Regions from separate parts of the Hordeum vulgare genome. Here region 2 is linked to region 1. The links are chromatin contacts, called in public Hi-C maps. All regions are on one chromosome and are shown on one strand. Each heading gives the region's core, a stretch centred on a gene start, on an enhancer-like site or on the middle of the called end of the contact. The rest is flanking DNA. Distances are from core to core; before and after follow the strand shown. Region 1 has its middle 100 kb from the start of LOC123445254. Region 2 has its middle 140 kb from the start of LOC123445255.

What was found. A called contact is a pair of places that touch in the nucleus more often than the background predicts.
Region 2: a Hi-C map of leaf shows a contact between it and region 1, with 4 times the contacts expected there. The contact joins two enhancer-like sites. A contact is called at or near these places in 4 of 6 Hi-C or Micro-C datasets (leaf and seedling).

What each region holds. Positions count from the first base shown.
Region 1 is chr3H:575,908,161-575,911,826 of MorexV3_pseudomolecules_assembly, forward strand. No RefSeq gene overlaps it. Among protein-coding and RNA genes, the nearest start is that of LOC123445254, 100 kb to the left of the region's middle. Within about 2 kb of position 1,746, at least 3 of the 3 cell types and tissues checked have open chromatin away from gene starts, as enhancers often do. A contact at or near this core is called in leaf and seedling, where this site is marked.
Region 2 is chr3H:576,075,593-576,079,258 of MorexV3_pseudomolecules_assembly, forward strand. No RefSeq gene overlaps it. Among protein-coding and RNA genes, the nearest start is that of LOC123445255, 140 kb to the right of the region's middle. Within about 2 kb of position 1,674, at least 3 of the 3 cell types and tissues checked have open chromatin away from gene starts, as enhancers often do. A contact at or near this core is called in leaf and seedling, where this site is marked.

The DNA.
Region 1 (3,666 bases), core at 496-2,995:
ACGAGCCCATAGATTCGCCCCCTCCCCCCTCTATGCCACTCCGGCGGATTGTGGCAGGGAGGGGAATCCTGGTGCCTCTCTTCCAGCAGGTAGTTTATATTACATTTTTTAGTCCTCGCAGGTGCAACATTTGGGCGAATGGCGAAGCTTCTTCTTCGAGTTTGTCTTTCGGGCTCCGATCCTCCTCAAGTTCGTCCGTCTGGATGTACACGATGGAGCTCCGACGCAGATTCTTGTCGTCTCCTTGAGGCGGTGGGGTTAGGGTTTCTCGTCAAGTGGCAAGATTTTACGGTGTGTGGTGTTTCAGATCTATGCAAGGGTTCAATGATGACAATTGTGGCTCTTGGCGCTAGTCCTTAGGGGCAAATGCATGAAGACTTCCTAGCTATCATCGACAAGGTCGAGCCGGCTTCGCTAGTGAAGCGACCACATCGGCGCAGTCGCGGCTTGTTCTGCAAGTAGTAGTGGTTGTTCGATGATTTCAGAATCTTGATGGATTTATGTTTACGTTTGAGATGCTCTATGCTGAAGATTAATCTTTATTACAGATCTGACCCTTCTCGCCAAATTAAACATAGAAAGCCTTGAGTTAATTTATTTCTCCTATTTTATGTTGTTCTTGCAGAAAATGTTTGATATCTTAACGGAAATAAATATGCACAGAAGATGCAACCTCTAATATTACTCTAACAAGCTACAAGCGAGGCCGGGGGGTATATCCTCCTTTTCTAAAAAAAGAACGCATGCATCAATTCCGGTTTAATGAGGTCCAAAGTGCACAACGATGGGGATGCTAAGATCAATGGACATCACCATCGGTGGTAAAGCAGCGGGCATCCCCTATGTCTACCCACAGAAGGGATTAAACCAAGTCCATGTTTGAATTAGCGTTTTCATTTCATTTATGTTCTGTTTGAATCACCGTTTCTCTTGTAAATACACTTGTAGACAATACAGACCTGCCTCCGCCGTTTCACTTCCGACAGGAATTTGCACAGCAGCCAGTAAATTACAGGTGTAAGTTATACACCTCTGTATTGGAATATGTCGTCCATTCCAAGCAGGGCCTTACACTGTTAAATTTATAGACCGTCGTTTCGATTTTCTGCTGAAAATAACCCTTCGTCTGTAAGATACAGTTGTAAAAAAATACACTCGTATTTAATTACACCGTTTCCAAACGCGACCTAAATACTATGACAACGTACATAAACACGCGAAAGTAAGTTATTCGATCCTCATGAATGACACGCCCGACGAACAATTCACATAATTGGCTGCCGATCTTAATCAGATGCCTTGCAAGGAACGCAGCAGTTAATCAATGTAAGTACGGAAGCTAGCAAGCAAACCGGCATGGATTGATGCCGGGCGCATTATTTATCAACAGCTATAGGGCTCTTCCTTCTTGTTCCAATCCTTATTAACCATCTGTTCGATGCACACTCCGTGCGTAGTACGAAAAGAACACAAAAGGGTCCATCGTTTTTCAAAAGCATGAATGAAAGCAACTGGAGCATCACCTAGACGTACCTCGTCCAGTGCCGGAGGCTTTTAGATCCGGCCTCGGGGGTAGGATAAGCATGGCTCCGTCCCTGTCGTTGTGGAGGCCACACAGGCGAGCACAGGGAATGGCGGCGCACCAAGATGGGTGGATCCGACGTGGGGGCTGAGGCTCCACGTGTCCGGAGGGGGAGTGGGCCATGGAGGGGGTTCGTGGGGGATCCCACGTGGAGGCATCTGCAACCGTCCACGGGTGTCGCTGTCCTGGACCGGGACGGATGGTGGATGGATGGAGCCGAGCTGAGGAGGAAGAGAGGGTTGGTGATGAGCTGATCATGATCGTCAATCGGAGAATACAAAGCTCATGGATCGGTCGAGTGAGTCACGGATCACCTACATCTACATGCATGCATGCATGCATGGAACCTTAAAAAAGGAAGCCGCCTTTGTTTCTTGGGAAAAGGTAGCGGATCGATGCATGGAATGCATGGGAGCAACGGGATGGTTAGTAAGCAGTCATGGTTTAATCCAGGTTGTAATATGCCCTACTGTACATTAAGAGATGGGGATAGAAACCTGGAAAAATCAAGCGGCTTGTAAACAGTGCTGCTAGTACTACAGTTTGTCCTCGAGGAAACACAGGGCATGTGTGATCCACCCATCCATTGGCTTCTTAGCTGAAGAGTAGTTAATCAATGGCTAGTGTGCATGGTACTACAAAATCGCAGAAATGGCACGCGTTCATAGTGCAAGTAACTTAGCTAGCAAGATAGCGTATTTTAAGATAAATTTATTTATGTGTCATCAGGGCCGGGCCTGGGGCGAAACTATTATTGGGGGCCCTCTGTGGTCCTTAGTATAAATGTCTAGGTACGATTCATTATATGTAGATATCTTTTGTATCAAAAAGAAAAACTATTCAGTGTGTACCAAATAATGTATTACATATACCTTCACAATTTTCTCCTAATATGTCAAACTGCAAAATCATTGATGATAGTATCAATATCAATTTCATGAAGCATTTTTTTTTCTCAATGCATAATGTTACCAAGCTTTGGTAACTCTTTGTCAATTTGTTTCATGCTTTCTCACTTCATTCCAAGAGTTCATGTTGGTAATATGGTTTTCTTTCTGAGATATATTCAATAATGTCTAGAGCAATGCCCTCGCAACCTTGCTAGTTAGATTAATTACAGGAAATCTTGATATAATATCATGAGAAAATCTGCTAGGGCGTAGTACAATACCTTCTCTCTGTAGTCTAACCTGGCAATATGTGCGCAATGATTTGATCACCCCGACAACAATTCCCTATTTATATCTTTGATCGATATAGAATTCAGAAATCGGGATTAGAAAAAAAAAATAAGAAGAAGAACACGGGAGGGGGGAAGGCGTGCGCGAGGAGACGTGCCTGCTGCAGCCATCGCGTCGTTCGTCAGGAGGCAGAGTTGAAATCTTAAAGGCGATTAGTTGAAGATCGGTCAATGAAACATGAAAAAGGGCAGGGAATGAGGCCACCGAACGATCCGACGAAAAAGGAAATCGTCCGTGAGTCCAGCGATTCCTTCAATCGAATCCAACGATTCCTTTCCTCTGCTGCATGTACGTGTAAATATGGGTCAGGCTCACCATCTCTCCTATTCTTTCCTAGGCCTAGCAGCAGAGTCGCGAGAGGCTGATGCATCTTTGAGTTTGGCTTCATTTTTTTCGCTCGAAGTATATACTTGTGTTGCACTCTACGTACACATACTGGAGGGGGCCCTTAATTTTTGGGGGCCCGGGGCGGCCGCCCCGTTCGCCCCCCCTCAGGGCCGGCCCTGTGTGTCATGTAGGTAATGAAGAGAGATGTGTTTAAAGTAACATAATATGTTATTGTAACATAACGCTTTTGGAGGTAAAGATGAGTCTAAACATTAATAAATAAAGTCTTCTATGATATTATCATTAAGTTACTTTACACTACGAAAGTGATAACTTAAACTAATGTCATGTGCATGACACTAGTCTAAGTTAATCTCCACTATCGGAGAACCCCCACTTTGTGTTATCCAATGAGAGTTGGAACGTCGTGTGCAACCCACATGTGTGTTGGGTTGCTGGTGATCTCTTGCTTTTCTTTGCTTTTCTACAAAGTTGCAATAAGAAATGAAAAGAAAA
Region 2 (3,666 bases), core at 424-2,923, 170 kb after region 1:
AGTATTCTACTTCAAAGGGATCATAAAAAATGAGAGAACCCTAACTTTAAGTCTTTAACATCCGCCGCGTAAAGGTAACAAAGGGTGGGCTAATTAACTGATGATTATATTAGCAGGCACAAAAGACACACATTGGCTAAACCTAAGAGCATGTACAGCTGGACGTCTTAAATGACACTTCATACGTCCACAAACGTGCCCGGTCATTAATCGAACAGAAGAAAGTAGGAAAAAAATAACTCAACCAGACCCCTCGTATCATCCGGTTGTAGATGCTCTAAGCATCATGAAAAAGTGTGGGTGTGCTAATTGGTAATGACACCAGTGGCCAAAACATATATATATATATTAGCTAAACCTAAGCATCATGAAAAAGTGTGGGTGTGCTAATGGGTGATGACATTAGTGGCCAAAGACATATATTAGCCAAACCTAAGCATCATGAAAGGCAAAGCTCCGGGTTTTGTTATGCTAAAAGGCATGGGGTTTCCTTGCTTTAGCGTTGCTTCCTCCTCAAATTAGGCTCCATCACACCCAACCACTGGATGGCTAGGCCCTACAGCAAAGAAATTAAAGGCCACAAGCACCACTGCTTAGACTGAGGAGAAAAAATAGAATCGGAGTTTGGGATCAATGTAGCTAGCACAATAATGCCATAGATCATCACCAGGAGATCATACATTAATTTAGGTTAGAGGGAATAAAGCTCAAAACTTTCACGAATAGCAGCTCAAAGTTTAGACAACAAATGGAAAAATATGTCTAGGGGTGGAGTGGGTAGGAAAGTAGAATATGGTTTGCTTAAAATAAAGATTGTAATTGAGCAAAAGGCGAAAAGAACGTCGAGACCCTACATAGGAAAACCTCAAGTTTGTTTCTCCCACGCAAGTTCTTTTTGGAGACAAATCTTGATCTCTTCCCGCGAGATTAAAACGATCGCGGAAGAGTGAAATCTCAAATATTACTCTAACATGCGTCTTCTAGAACACATGCATGCACTTCGGTTTAATGGAGCCCAAAGTGCGCAATGATGCGAGTGCTAAGATCAATGGACATCACCATCAGTGGTAAAGCAGCGTTTATCCCCTGTGTCTGCCCCACAAAAGGGACTAAACCAAATACCCTAATGATCAAGTACATGAACATGAGAAACTAAATTATTCGATCCTCGCGAATAACAGGCGAGGCAAGGCGAAGAATTGACATCATTGGCTTGCTGATCTTAATCAAATTGCCTTGTAAGGAACGCAACAGTTAATCAAAGAAAGTACGGAAGCAAGGCAAGCAAGCAAACCGGCACGGATCAATGCTGGGCGCATTATATATATATATATATATATATATATATATATATATATATATATATATATATATATATATATATATATATATCGATCATATGGCATTGGTTCTTCTTCGTCCAATCCGTAGTATCCATCCGATCGATGGACATTGCCGGTGCCGAAAGAACACAGAAGGGTCCCTCATTTTTCTTCATCAAAGGAATAAACGTACAACATCTAGTACTACTCTCGGAGGCTTTTAGTCCGGGGCAGGAAGGATAAGCACTTGTCCGTCCCTGTCGTTGTGGAGGCCACAGGGGCGAGCACAGGGAACGGCGGCGCAGCAGGATGGGTGAATCCGACGTGGGGGCGAAGATGCCACGCGTCCAGAGGGGAGTGGGCTGTCCGTGGGGGATCCCACGTGGAGGCATCTACAACCGTCCAGGCGCGTCGCTGTCCTGGACCTGGACGGATGGTATTGGTGGATGGAGCTGAGCTGAGGTGAGGAGCAAGAGGGTTGGTGATGAGCTAATCATCGTCATCAACCAGACAATACAAAGCTACTCCATCTACATGCATGCATGCATGGAACCTTAAAGAAGGAAGCGGCCTTTGTTTGTTGGGAAAAGGTGGCGGATCAATGCATGCAATGCATTGCATGGGAGCAAGGGAACGATGATTAGTAAGCGGTCATGGTTTAACTCTAATACGTTTGAAGGAAAAGAAAATCAATGCGTGGCTTAGTTAACGGGTAATAAGTTTGGTTCGTACTCCAGTACGTACGAAAAAAAAACAGTGCTGCCAGTACAGTTTGTTCTCCAGGAAACGCAGCACAGGTGCAGCCGTGCAGGTGCGATCCACCCGTCCATTGGCGGCTTGGCTGAAGGGCAGTTAATCAATGGCAGGTGTGCATTGTAGTAGTACCAGTACAATCGCAGAGATGGCAGGCTTACCACTGTTACTCCGTCTCCGTCCCCAGAACCCCCACTTTGCGCTATCCAATGAGGGTTGGAACCTCGTCTGCGCCCCACATGCGTGCTGGGGGTTGCTGGTGATCTCCCCAGACGCCGGGCGAGACCGAGGTTTCTTTGCTTTTCTAGCGAGAGTAGCAGCAGACCGTGGCATGGTGGCAACAAAATCTTACCCATCGAGCGATGCTCGTAGTATCTACAGGACGGCACACGATCGCAATGGTCGAACCAACGAGTAGCCATGGCCCATAGCCACGCAAGCTCGACAATGGATCCTAGCATGGCTAGACGGATAAAAGGGGATTCATGCAACTAGATGGTGTCCCCTCACGAGGGCCGTACGTGCGGACGTCCAATGGCCGGGGGACAGCGCAAGCGCATAATCCGTCTACAGCTCATCGGCGATCGATAGATAGCTTTGCATGCATCATGTGTCTGTGTCACAGCACTGCCCGCAGGACCCAGCCACGCTTTCCCTCTTCCGTTGGCTCATCGGCCACGCGCGCTCACGAAAAGAGACGTTAGACCGCACTCCTTAAAACCGATCCCTCAAACGTTCACGAACGTGTCCGGACACGTTGTAGACACTCATCGACCGTCTTAAATAATGCAGCTACATGCAACGTAAGACTAATACTAAATGAAGCTTGTCCGGTTCCGTCGTACCATGTCCGATGACTGGTTGCACCCCTTATAATGTCGGTTAGGTCATCGACAAGGTATAATAGGACATAAGACACTAGCCAGTTCATGGGAGTCGAGCTTCCGCCGTCTCACAAGCTCTACTCTTACTCGTTTAGCCCGGAACCCGAACGGTGCCGGTCGATGATGAATCCTTTCTGGGAGGAGCCGACGTCCACCACGACGCGGTTGCGTCGATCACAGTGCTGCACCCTACTGGGCGTCGGAGAGTGCAACTCCGCCTCTTCAACATCCACCGCCGCGAGGGCCTCCGTCGCATCTCATGCCCGCTGCCTCGCCCGACGACCACGTCGTGCCATGACATCGTTCGAGGTCGGTCATGCTTCGTGCTCGGCGCGCCAACACAGCGGGTGCGCTTCCGCCACAACGTTCGAACGCCAGACGGACAACACCACCTCCGATGAGGCAGCAACGTCGGATCCAACTACCGGTTGTGCGGATGCAATGGATTCCTGGCTTTGCGAATTCGAACGTTGCCGTCGTGCGGCCTCCTCCGGGCAACGGCGGAGCGCAAGCCGGACGGGCGTCTCCTCCTTGGGACCGCATGGGACGAGCTCGTGGTCGATGGATCTGGAGGTGAAGGACTCGGATCCGATGTCAGTCATGCCGGATGTGAGGTTAGGTGGCGGATGAAAACGAAGGAGAGTGGAGTGGAGTGGCTAGGGTTTGCTCCAACGAACAATGAAGACGAATATATATGTTATAGATGT